Linked DNA regions of Macaca mulatta: region 2 is linked to region 1. The links are chromatin contacts, called in public Hi-C maps. All regions are on one chromosome and are shown on one strand. Each heading gives the region's core, a stretch centred on a gene start, on an enhancer-like site or on the middle of the called end of the contact. The rest is flanking DNA. Distances are from core to core; before and after follow the strand shown. Region 1 holds the start of PPP2R5E (protein phosphatase 2 regulatory subunit B'epsilon). Region 2 holds the start of WDR89 (WD repeat domain 89).

Region 1 (4,604 bases), core at 1,466-3,965:
TGCCATTGCACTCCAGCCTGGGTGACAGAGTGAGATTCTGTCTTTAAAAAAAAAAAGGGGCTGGGCCCAGTGGCTCACACCTGTAATCCCAGCACTTTGGGGGGCCGAGGTGGGCAGATCACTTGAGGTCAGGAGTTGGTGACTAGCCTGGACAACATGGTGAAACCCTGTTTCTACTAAAAATACAAAAATTAGCCAGGTGCAGTGGCATGCACCTGTAATCTCAGCTACTCGAGAAGCTGAGGCAGGAGAACCTCTTGAAGCCAGGAGGCGGAGGTTGTAGTGAGCCGAGATGGCACCACTGCACTCCAGCCTGGGCCACAGACCAAGACTCCATCTCAAAAAAAAAAAAAAAAAAGGCCAGGCACGGTGGCTCACGCCTGTAATCCCAGCACTTTGGGAGGCCAAGGCAGGCAGATAACCTCAGATCAAGAGTTCGAGACCAGCCTGATCAACATGGAGAAACCCCATTTCTACTAAAAAAAAAAAAAAAATACAAAAATTAGCCAGGCGTGGTGGCGCATGCCTGTAATCCCAGCTTCTGGGGAGGCTGAGGCGGGAGAATCACTTGAACCCAGGAGGCGGAGATTGCAGTGAGCCGAGAGCACGCTATTGCACTCCAGCCTGGGCAATAACAGCAAAACTCCTTCTCCAAAAAAAAAAAGGAAAAAAAAAAAGTCATATGTTAATGAGAAAACATGAAAATTTGGTGAAAATAATATAAGTATCATGGAAATAATATCAGAACTCTAATGTATTGTGCCACTCCATTATAAGCATTAAAGATATTCATTGAGGCTTAAAGAACTCTATGCTGCCTGCCCATTTTCTAACTGCAAAGCTCTTCACATCTTCAAGTAATTTTTGGAGCTATTCTGTAGCTGGAAAACTTCCATCGATACATTTTCCCAAGATATTTAATATTATGAATGGGTTCTGGAGTTAAAACCCTTAGTGTACTTCAAGAATCTATACCAATGTATCAGAGCAAGGTGAAATTTACTACTACTGAAACTATCTAGGCATAACTTTTAATGGGATGTGCTATGTAAGCTGTGATAAACTATACCACACTGCAAATGAGGACAGGCTACATTACTTTAAACAAAACACATAAAAGGTATAATTAAAATATTTCAAAGAAGTCTTCTTTTTGAATAAAGCCACCTTACGTTATTAAAGCTTAATAAAAACTATGAGGAAATCAAGCACCAAAGTTGAACTAAAAACATAAATTCACAGCCTACTGAAACAACCAAGTTGAGTTCCCTTGAGGTTTAGACCTTGAAGTTTAGTTCATCATCAAATACCAATTTTCATTCCATCAAACTTATGGAACCGAACCGCACTTTTGCATTGTTTAACCCTCTTGAGTTATTAAAATGAAGGCTATTTCCTTAAAGTAACAAGCGTTAAGCTTAATTTCATTCACCAATTTAAACAGATGCCATCATTTCCATGGCACTGAGGTTCCATGCAAGACTAACGGCAGACTCGGATAGAAATAATGCATATGGGGGAAATGCTGAAATGCAATTACTCACCTGTCATTCCAATACACAAGACAAGTGGTTTTTAACTTCTAAATAAAAGAGTAAGGGAATTTCTTCCTGAACACGTGAGAACAAAAAGTTACCTGGATTACGTGGATTTTGACAATGAAAAAATAACCAAAAATATTTAAAAACACATACACACATATGATGTTGACGTTTGGAATTTGGAAGTCTTCTTTGGTTTTCTTAAAAAAAAAAAGTTTTTAAAAATCCACCTAATTTAGCCTTAATATAATGTGATGGATACAAAACAGAATCACAAACTATGAATGACTACAGATGTTAAGATCACTTTAAAATATCAAAATGACTGCATCAGCCAAAAGCTCCACATCTTATTTGTACGTTGTAAATTTAGGGGCCGATTTTCCAATCGGGTATGTGAATTATTTAGACTTCATTCTAACTCTTAACACTACAAAATTTCAGTAAATCCTCTTCCTCCATCGTTCTTTTTGTCTCTTTTTATCTCTCATCTCTCATCCCTACAGATGATATATAGGTAGCTTTTTAAAAAATCATTTACCCCTTATGCCCGAGGCCCAGAATAAGTATCAGGGATCGCAACCCTGAAGCATTGCAAAACTGAACGTAAGGTAACAGCGGGTCCGTGCAAAGCCCAGGGAAACAGGTTTCGCTCTGGGCCAGGGCGCCCGAAGCTTTATCATCCTCTAATCATCAGGCACAGGGCATTTCCACGGCTCAGGATAATCCAAAGGTGGTAAGGGGAAGTAGGGAAAGACAAGGAAGGGGTTTGTCTGTGGGGATGCTTATATACACCCTTTGCTCCTAACCCACACCCCAAGCCCTGGAGAAGATAAGCTGCTAGAGAATCCTCCTCATAAAGGGGAGCAAGAAAACGCCTCCAATCCCAGAAGGTGGAGAAAAAGGGGGGAGGGGGCAGAGTGAATGTGAGGCATCATCAGAAGCATTTGTAGGTAAATCAGACAAGTGGGACGGGCGCTCCCGCTCCTGCACCCCACCTCACCGCACCCCTCGCCTGCCCGGCCAGGCCTTCCCAAGGCCGGTGCCCCATAGGTCCCCCAGGAGGACCGGGAGGAAGAAGAGAAGCGGGCGAGCCGCGGTGCTGGAGGAACGAAGTTACCTTGAAGCTTCTGGGGAAGAATCCGAAGATGATCTGTGGCTTGGAGGGGCGGGAGACGGGCGAGGGGGCCGCAGCGGGGGCGGGCGGCGGGACCGGGACGTGCAGGGGGAGGTCCGGGCAGCTGCAGGGAGCCCGGGGCGACGGCTGTCCGGTGCAGGGTCCCTCCGGTTCCGCGGCGGCGGAGCCTCTAGGCCTCACGGCCGGACCCGAACCTCAGCGTTCCGGTGGCGGCGGCGGCCTCACGATCCTCCCCCGCGGGCCCGTCCCATCAAATCGGCACCGACCCCGTTGCGGCTCCGCCGGTGGCTCCTCGCTCACATTCCTGGCGGGCGGCGCCTCAGCTCGTTGCCCCGGACCCGGCGGCGGCGGCGACGACGTGGGGAGGGGGGGAAGGGAGGGAGGAAGACTGGATCTGCAGCGGCAGCAAGAGAAGGGGACAGGAGAAGGAGGAGGAGCCGCAGGAGCTGGAGCCGCCGCTGCCAGAGCCACCTTTCGCTACCCGCGGTGGGTCCCCGTCAATGCCCCTTTCTCTCTCCTATTGTCAATATCACCGGGCGGCTGAGTCCATGGCACACGCGCAACCGAACCTTCTGGCCAGCAGCGCCCGCCTCCGGCGCCCGCCCACTGGAGACTTCAAACGGGAAGCGAGGCCTCATTGGCCAGTATCCGCCTTCACTCCCCTGACAGCATGTTCGGTTGAGACCTGATCAGGGATTGGCGGCAGGAGGGCGGAGAAACAGGAGAGTGGGAAGAGAGGAGGTCGAGGATTGGGCCGAAGCGTGAGGGACCCGGATGCAGCCGCGATCTCTGGCGGTGCAGCTGCCCCGGCGGTGGGGCAGGCTGAAGTGGGAAGCCGCTGGGCCTGAGAGGAGCTGTTAAATTCCGGGAGGTGTAAGACTAGCAGATCAGCTGGCTGGCTTTCCGTGCTTTGCGGAGCCTTTGGCGGCGGTCATCTTGGACCAGAGGGTTCCAAGGGCATGGGTCGGCTAAGAGTGGGGGAGCCCTGGAGACTTGATCCCGCCCTGCAGCTAGTGTGGCCCCTCAGGGCTTGGGGAGTCCCACTCTGGACGGGACCCTGCGATGCGTAGACAGGAATAAGATCTCCGGCCCGCGCCGGTGCGCCACTGGTTGTGTAAATGGGTCCCTTGAAACCCCCAGCAGTCGCTCTCCGCTGAACCTTCGAATTCTCTCTCACCTCGTCTCCTTTTCCTTAAACGTCTGTTTTGAATATCAGCCCCCTGGAGCGTTGAGGCCAGCGCTGGTTTAGTTAATGCAGGTGGGGAAAACGCTGTCGCCACAGTTTGCAGTCTATTTATCTATTCATTCAGAATATCCGCCTCCCCCCCGCCCCCGTCAGCCGAGTGCTCAGAGCTCGGAAAGACCCAGCTCCAAACTAGGAGTTTCAAGATTTTAATTGGCAAGTTGGACCCGAAAGAGTTAATGGAGAAGACTACTTAAATCTATCTAGAACAAGTGCTGAGATATTTGGAGATGTGTTTTTATGCTTGGTGAATGCAAACGGCCAAATGGTACATTTCCAGATAATATTCCTGGATTAATGTTATTTGAATGCATCCTACATACATTTTTTGAGAGGAAAAAAGAAAAATTATTAATGCTAGCTACAAACGTCAGAGTACCAATTGTTCAAAACTTAGAAAATGGGGAGGGGAGGAACAAAAAAATTTAACATTCATATTTTCTCAACTCAGAGATAACCAACTACAGTATTTGCATACTTCCTTCTAGTAGTTTTTATATTAATAATGTGTGTCGATCTGTAGCCTAGTTTTTTCCCTCAGCATTATATCATCTTTTCGATACGTTTAGGGAATAGAGCTATATATAAATAAAACTATATGTACCATATGTACAAGTGACAACGAAAAATGCATTTGCATTTCTCCTGTTTGTGTTGTTAAACACTAGAGTTTTGAAATTTT
Region 2 (4,604 bases), core at 1,363-3,862, 100 kb after region 1:
GATGATAGAGTGATGTGCTGTGTGGAAAAAGAGACACAAGCCAAGGAAGACAGGCAGCCACTACAAGCTGAAAAAGGTAAGGAAATGGATCTTCCTCTCAGAGCCTCCAGAAGGAATTGGGCCTGCAACACTTTGACTTTAGCCCAGTGAAACTGATTTCATACTTCTTTTTTTTTTTTTTGAGACTGAGTCTGGCTCTGTCGCCCAGGCTGGAGTGCGGTGGCCGGATCTCAGCTCACTGCAAGCTCCGCCTCCCGGATTCACGCCATTCTCCTGCCTCAGCCTCCCGAGTAGCTGGGACCACAGGCGCCCGCCACTTCGCCCGGCTAGTTTTTTGTATTTTTTAGTAGAGACGGAGTTTCACCGTGTTAGCCAGGATGGTCTCGATCTCCTGACCTCGTGATCCGCCCGTCTCGGCCTCCCAAAGTGCTGGGATTACAGGCTTGAGCCACCGCGCCCGGCCCTGATTTCATACTTCTGACCTCCAGAACTAAAAGAGAATAAATGAGGCTGGGCATGGTGGCTCATACCAGTAATGCCAGAACTTTGGGAAGCCAAGGTGGGAGGACTGCTTGAGCCCAGGAGTTTGAGACCAGCCTAAGCAGCATAGTGAGACCTCATCTCTACAAAAAAAAAAAAAAAAAAAGGAAGAGGTGACTCTCTTGAGTACATCTGCATTCCCCTTTCTTGTGTACTTTTCACCAAAGGGAAAAAAAAAAGAAACAAAGGCAGAAAGAATAAATGTGTGTCATTTGAAGTCACTAAATTTGTTGTAATTTGTGACAGTAGCTATATGAACTAAATACAGCCTTCTGACAGTTTAGCAATATCTGTACATAATCTGCCCTAAAATACTGAACAGAATTAACATAAAGACCATTCCAGTTCAGATTTATCAAAATTCTCCTGTATTTTCTACCGAGTAAATGAAAAGATCTTAAATACACAGAAATCACTGAAAATGTAGTTCTTTAAAACACATAGGGGAAAAGCAAAAAAGCAGTAGTATCTTCAGTCGTATTTGTAGTTCATAGTGTCAGTCGCAGAAAAAGTAGTCATGACTTCAGTACAAAAACACAACTCAAAAACTTCATGGGTTTGGCACAGTGGCTCGTGTGTAATCCCTGCCACTTGGGAGGCTGAGGCAGGAGGATCACTTGAGCCCACAAGTTCGAGGCTGCAGTGAGCTAAGACTGCGCCACCGCAGTCCCGTCTGGAGAAACACCCTGCATGGATCATAATACAAAGTGAGAGAAAAGAACCCACAAAGTACTTACATGGGCTTGATTTTACTTTTGCTTTACAATAGCTACAGCAATCTAAGGTAAGAATACAAACCAGATACGTAACATAGCTGCATTTACAGGGAATACTTTCCTGAATACTCAGCAAAAAGATAAGCGGTCCATAAATGTTTCAGAGGATTTCTCACTTAAACCGTACTTGACTGCAAGTTACTACTGTTTTACTCGGCCATAGCTTTTAGTGACTTTTTAAACAATTTCAAAAAGTAAAGTCACTATTGTTTTACTCGGCCAGGCTTTTATTGACTTTTTAAGTAATTTCAAATTACTAAAGAAAACGGCCGGGCACGGTGGCTCACGCCTATAATCCCGGCACTTTGGGAGACAAAGGCGGGTGAATCTCCTGAGGTCAGGAGCCTGACCAGAATGGTGAAACCCCGACTCTACTAAAAACACAAAAATTAGCCGGTCGTGGTGCCAAAAGCCTATAAACTCGGCTACTCGGGATGCTGAGGCTGGAGAATCGCTTGAACCCGGGAGGCGGAGGTTGCAGTGAGCCGAGATCGCCCCACTGCACTCCCGCCTGCGCGACAGAGTGAAACTCCATCACGAAAAAGAAAAGAAAAGAGAGAAAAACAGGAGCAACATTTTACAAGTTATACCATCTTTTAATTTTACATCCATGGAAGCTGAAGGCTGCATTTTGGCAGAGACAAGCTAAAGAAAACACAAGAATGAGTAACGTCTAACACTGCTTCTTCCCGTGAAAATGAGAACACTCACAGTACCTACCTCTTTAGATAGCCATGTGGTTTAAACAATATAATAAACCAGTTGCTGGTATCCTACCAAATCCCATACTATGGGACGTCTCTTCCCAAGAGAAAATCTGCTTTCTGGCCTACGAAAGGATTATACTAAACTCAGAAGGTGGTGGAGAGAGTATCCGCGGAGAGTGAAGAGCAGGAGGAAACACGTCTTTCCCTGAAAATGAACAAGGGCGTTTGGCTTTTACTGAAAAATGCCCCAGAGGAAGTGCTGGGAACCGCAACGGCAACAGCAGCCTCACCCGCAGAAGGTTCTTTGGCCAGGGCCAGCAGGTTTGACCCGGTGACTCCCACTGCGAGGCGAGACCTCCAACACGTGCACATTCCGACCAGACCTCCCACGTCCCTCCTAGCTCCTGCGATAGATGTCCAGCGACTTTAGCTTTCTAGACTCAACCACGGCATCGCCGCTCGTCGAGAGGGCTGCCCATCCCGGGGACCCAGCCCAGCCTGGCCCAGCAAAATGTACCTCAGGTGCCAGCCCTCAACCTGTACCGGAGAAAACGCAGGCTGCGCGGCGGCTTAGAGCGGTCCACTGGAACCCCGCCTCGACCTCTCTGATTGGGTAATGCGCACAAGAAAATCAAGAGGATTGGTCGGCTGCAGAGAGGCGGGCCGTAACGCGACGCGAAAGCTGTGGGGCATAGAGGCCCGGGGAATTCTTGCTAGCTTCCGATTGGATGAGAGCAGAACAGCTGCCCCTTCGTAGACCCAGCGTACGTACAACTCTCACACCACCACGCCATACATTTCGTTAGCGGAAGTGTAATGGCCCCATTGGTGGGATGCGTGGCCAATAAAGGGCAAGAATAAGGCGGTTTCCGCCTTTCCCCTGGTCGACTACATTTATCCGCTGGTACTGATGTACGTCAGTTTTAGCATTTAGACGTTCGAGTTTCCACCGAGCTAGAGTTGGGTAGAGAGTTATTAATGTCACTAGGAGACTAATGCGGGGAGAAATAATTTAGTAGTTAGACTTAGGCCCTGAAACTGCCACTCATGTTCAGAAAGTCTACGTAATGTTAGACTACCTTAGTGTTCGCACGCCAAGAAACCAGCCCTTCTGGCCGGGCTGAATGTGGTTTAGGAATTTTCTGGCTCTCATTGGGTGAAAAAGCTATCAGTTTGAAGGTAGCTCCGCCTCGACTCTAGGGAACTCTGGGATTTGTAGTCCGGAACTTTCGCGTCCTGTCGCTTTAAATGTGGTTGTTACTAGAGTTCTTCCATATTGTTAATAACACCCGTTGACATTTGTTGTGGTTTTGTTGTGTTCCGTTGGACTTTTTATCCTTTGGTTTATCAGCAGCATTAAAGACAACATTTAAGAAGTGTGTAAACACTGCATGTATGTTCGTAAACAATAAATGTTAGTGTTTCCAACAATTTACTGCTATGCCTGGCTCTATGCTGTATGTTCCTGATTACTAAGTAGATACTAAAATTATTTATTTCTAAAACTTTTGCTGTTACAACAAAACAGTCAGATTTTCATATTAGTGTCCATTTACGATTATTTGAACCCTACATTTAGGGATTATGTGTACTGCGATGGCATGGGTAGCAGCTGCTTACACGAGTCAAGTGTTGATATGACATGAAGCAGAACTGGCTGCTGTCTTCACAGGAAAATAGGGCTATGCTTAAAATGACCACCATCAGGAGGAATACACATTGTATGTTATTAAAGATTGTATTATAATGTCTATTTTCAGCCTTTATTAAAACAGTTTAGGGCAGGCTTTTTCTGACTCTATAGAATCCTGAACTCTTCTGTGAGCTAATTTAGCAGTATTTCATGTTTGTGTCTAGCAAAAGTAAAACCATTAATAAATACAAAAAACTTCCTGAGTAGACTTTTCGCTTTCGAAAAGTTTTAGTATTTTTTTCCTACTTTACATGTAACACAAACTTAAAGTAGAGACGGGGTTTCACCGTGTTAGCCAGGATGGTCTCGAACTCCTGAGCTTGTGATTCACCTGCCTCGGCCTCCCAAAGTGTTGGGATTACAGGCGTGAGCCACTGCGCCCGGCCGTATTTTTTGTGTAGACAGAGATTTGCTATGTTGCCCAGGCTGGTCTCGAACTCCTGAGTTCGAACGAGGCTCCTGCCTCGGCTTCCCAAAGTGCTGGGATTACAAGCTCATGCTCCTTTTTATTCCCAATAAATGAAGAGCAAAATTGGGTGTAAATCATCGATATATTTAATATGCATATTAAATATATATTAAAATATATAACATTAAATATATTAAATGTATTATATATTAAATTTATAATATAAATCATATTTATAATTTATATTATAATATAAATTATATAAATATACAATATAATATAAATTATATTATAATTTATAACAAGTTTATAATATAATATTTAATAATTAATGAAAATAATATAATAAATATGCAATGTATATATTAATATATAATGTGTTATAATGTATAATATATGATGTGTTATATAACATAATGTATAATATATAATGTATATTATATAATATATATGTTATATAATATATAACATATACAATG

Evidence for each region. A called contact is a pair of places that touch in the nucleus more often than the background predicts.
Region 2: a Hi-C map of fetal cortical plate shows a contact between it and region 1, with 3 times the contacts expected there. The contact joins the promoter of WDR89 here to the promoter of PPP2R5E in region 1. A contact is called at or near these places in 2 of 14 Hi-C or Micro-C datasets (fetal cortex germinal zone and fetal cortical plate).

What each region holds. Positions count from the first base shown.
Region 1 is chr7:136,632,380-136,636,983 of T2T-MMU8v2.0, forward strand. PPP2R5E (protein phosphatase 2 regulatory subunit B'epsilon) reads right to left here and starts at 2,716. Exons shown (of 14, transcript NM_001266743.2): 1 at 2,662-2,716. It overlaps LOC114679579 (a long non-coding RNA gene), which reads left to right and starts at 2,690. Exons shown (of 1, transcript XR_013396306.1): 1 at 2,690-4,270.
Region 2 is chr7:136,737,428-136,742,031 of T2T-MMU8v2.0, forward strand. WDR89 (WD repeat domain 89) reads right to left here and starts at 2,613. Exons shown (of 6, transcript XR_013396312.1): 1 at 2,541-2,613. It overlaps LOC144330280 (a long non-coding RNA gene), which reads left to right. Exons shown (of 2, transcript XR_013396313.1): 2 at 1,635-2,564.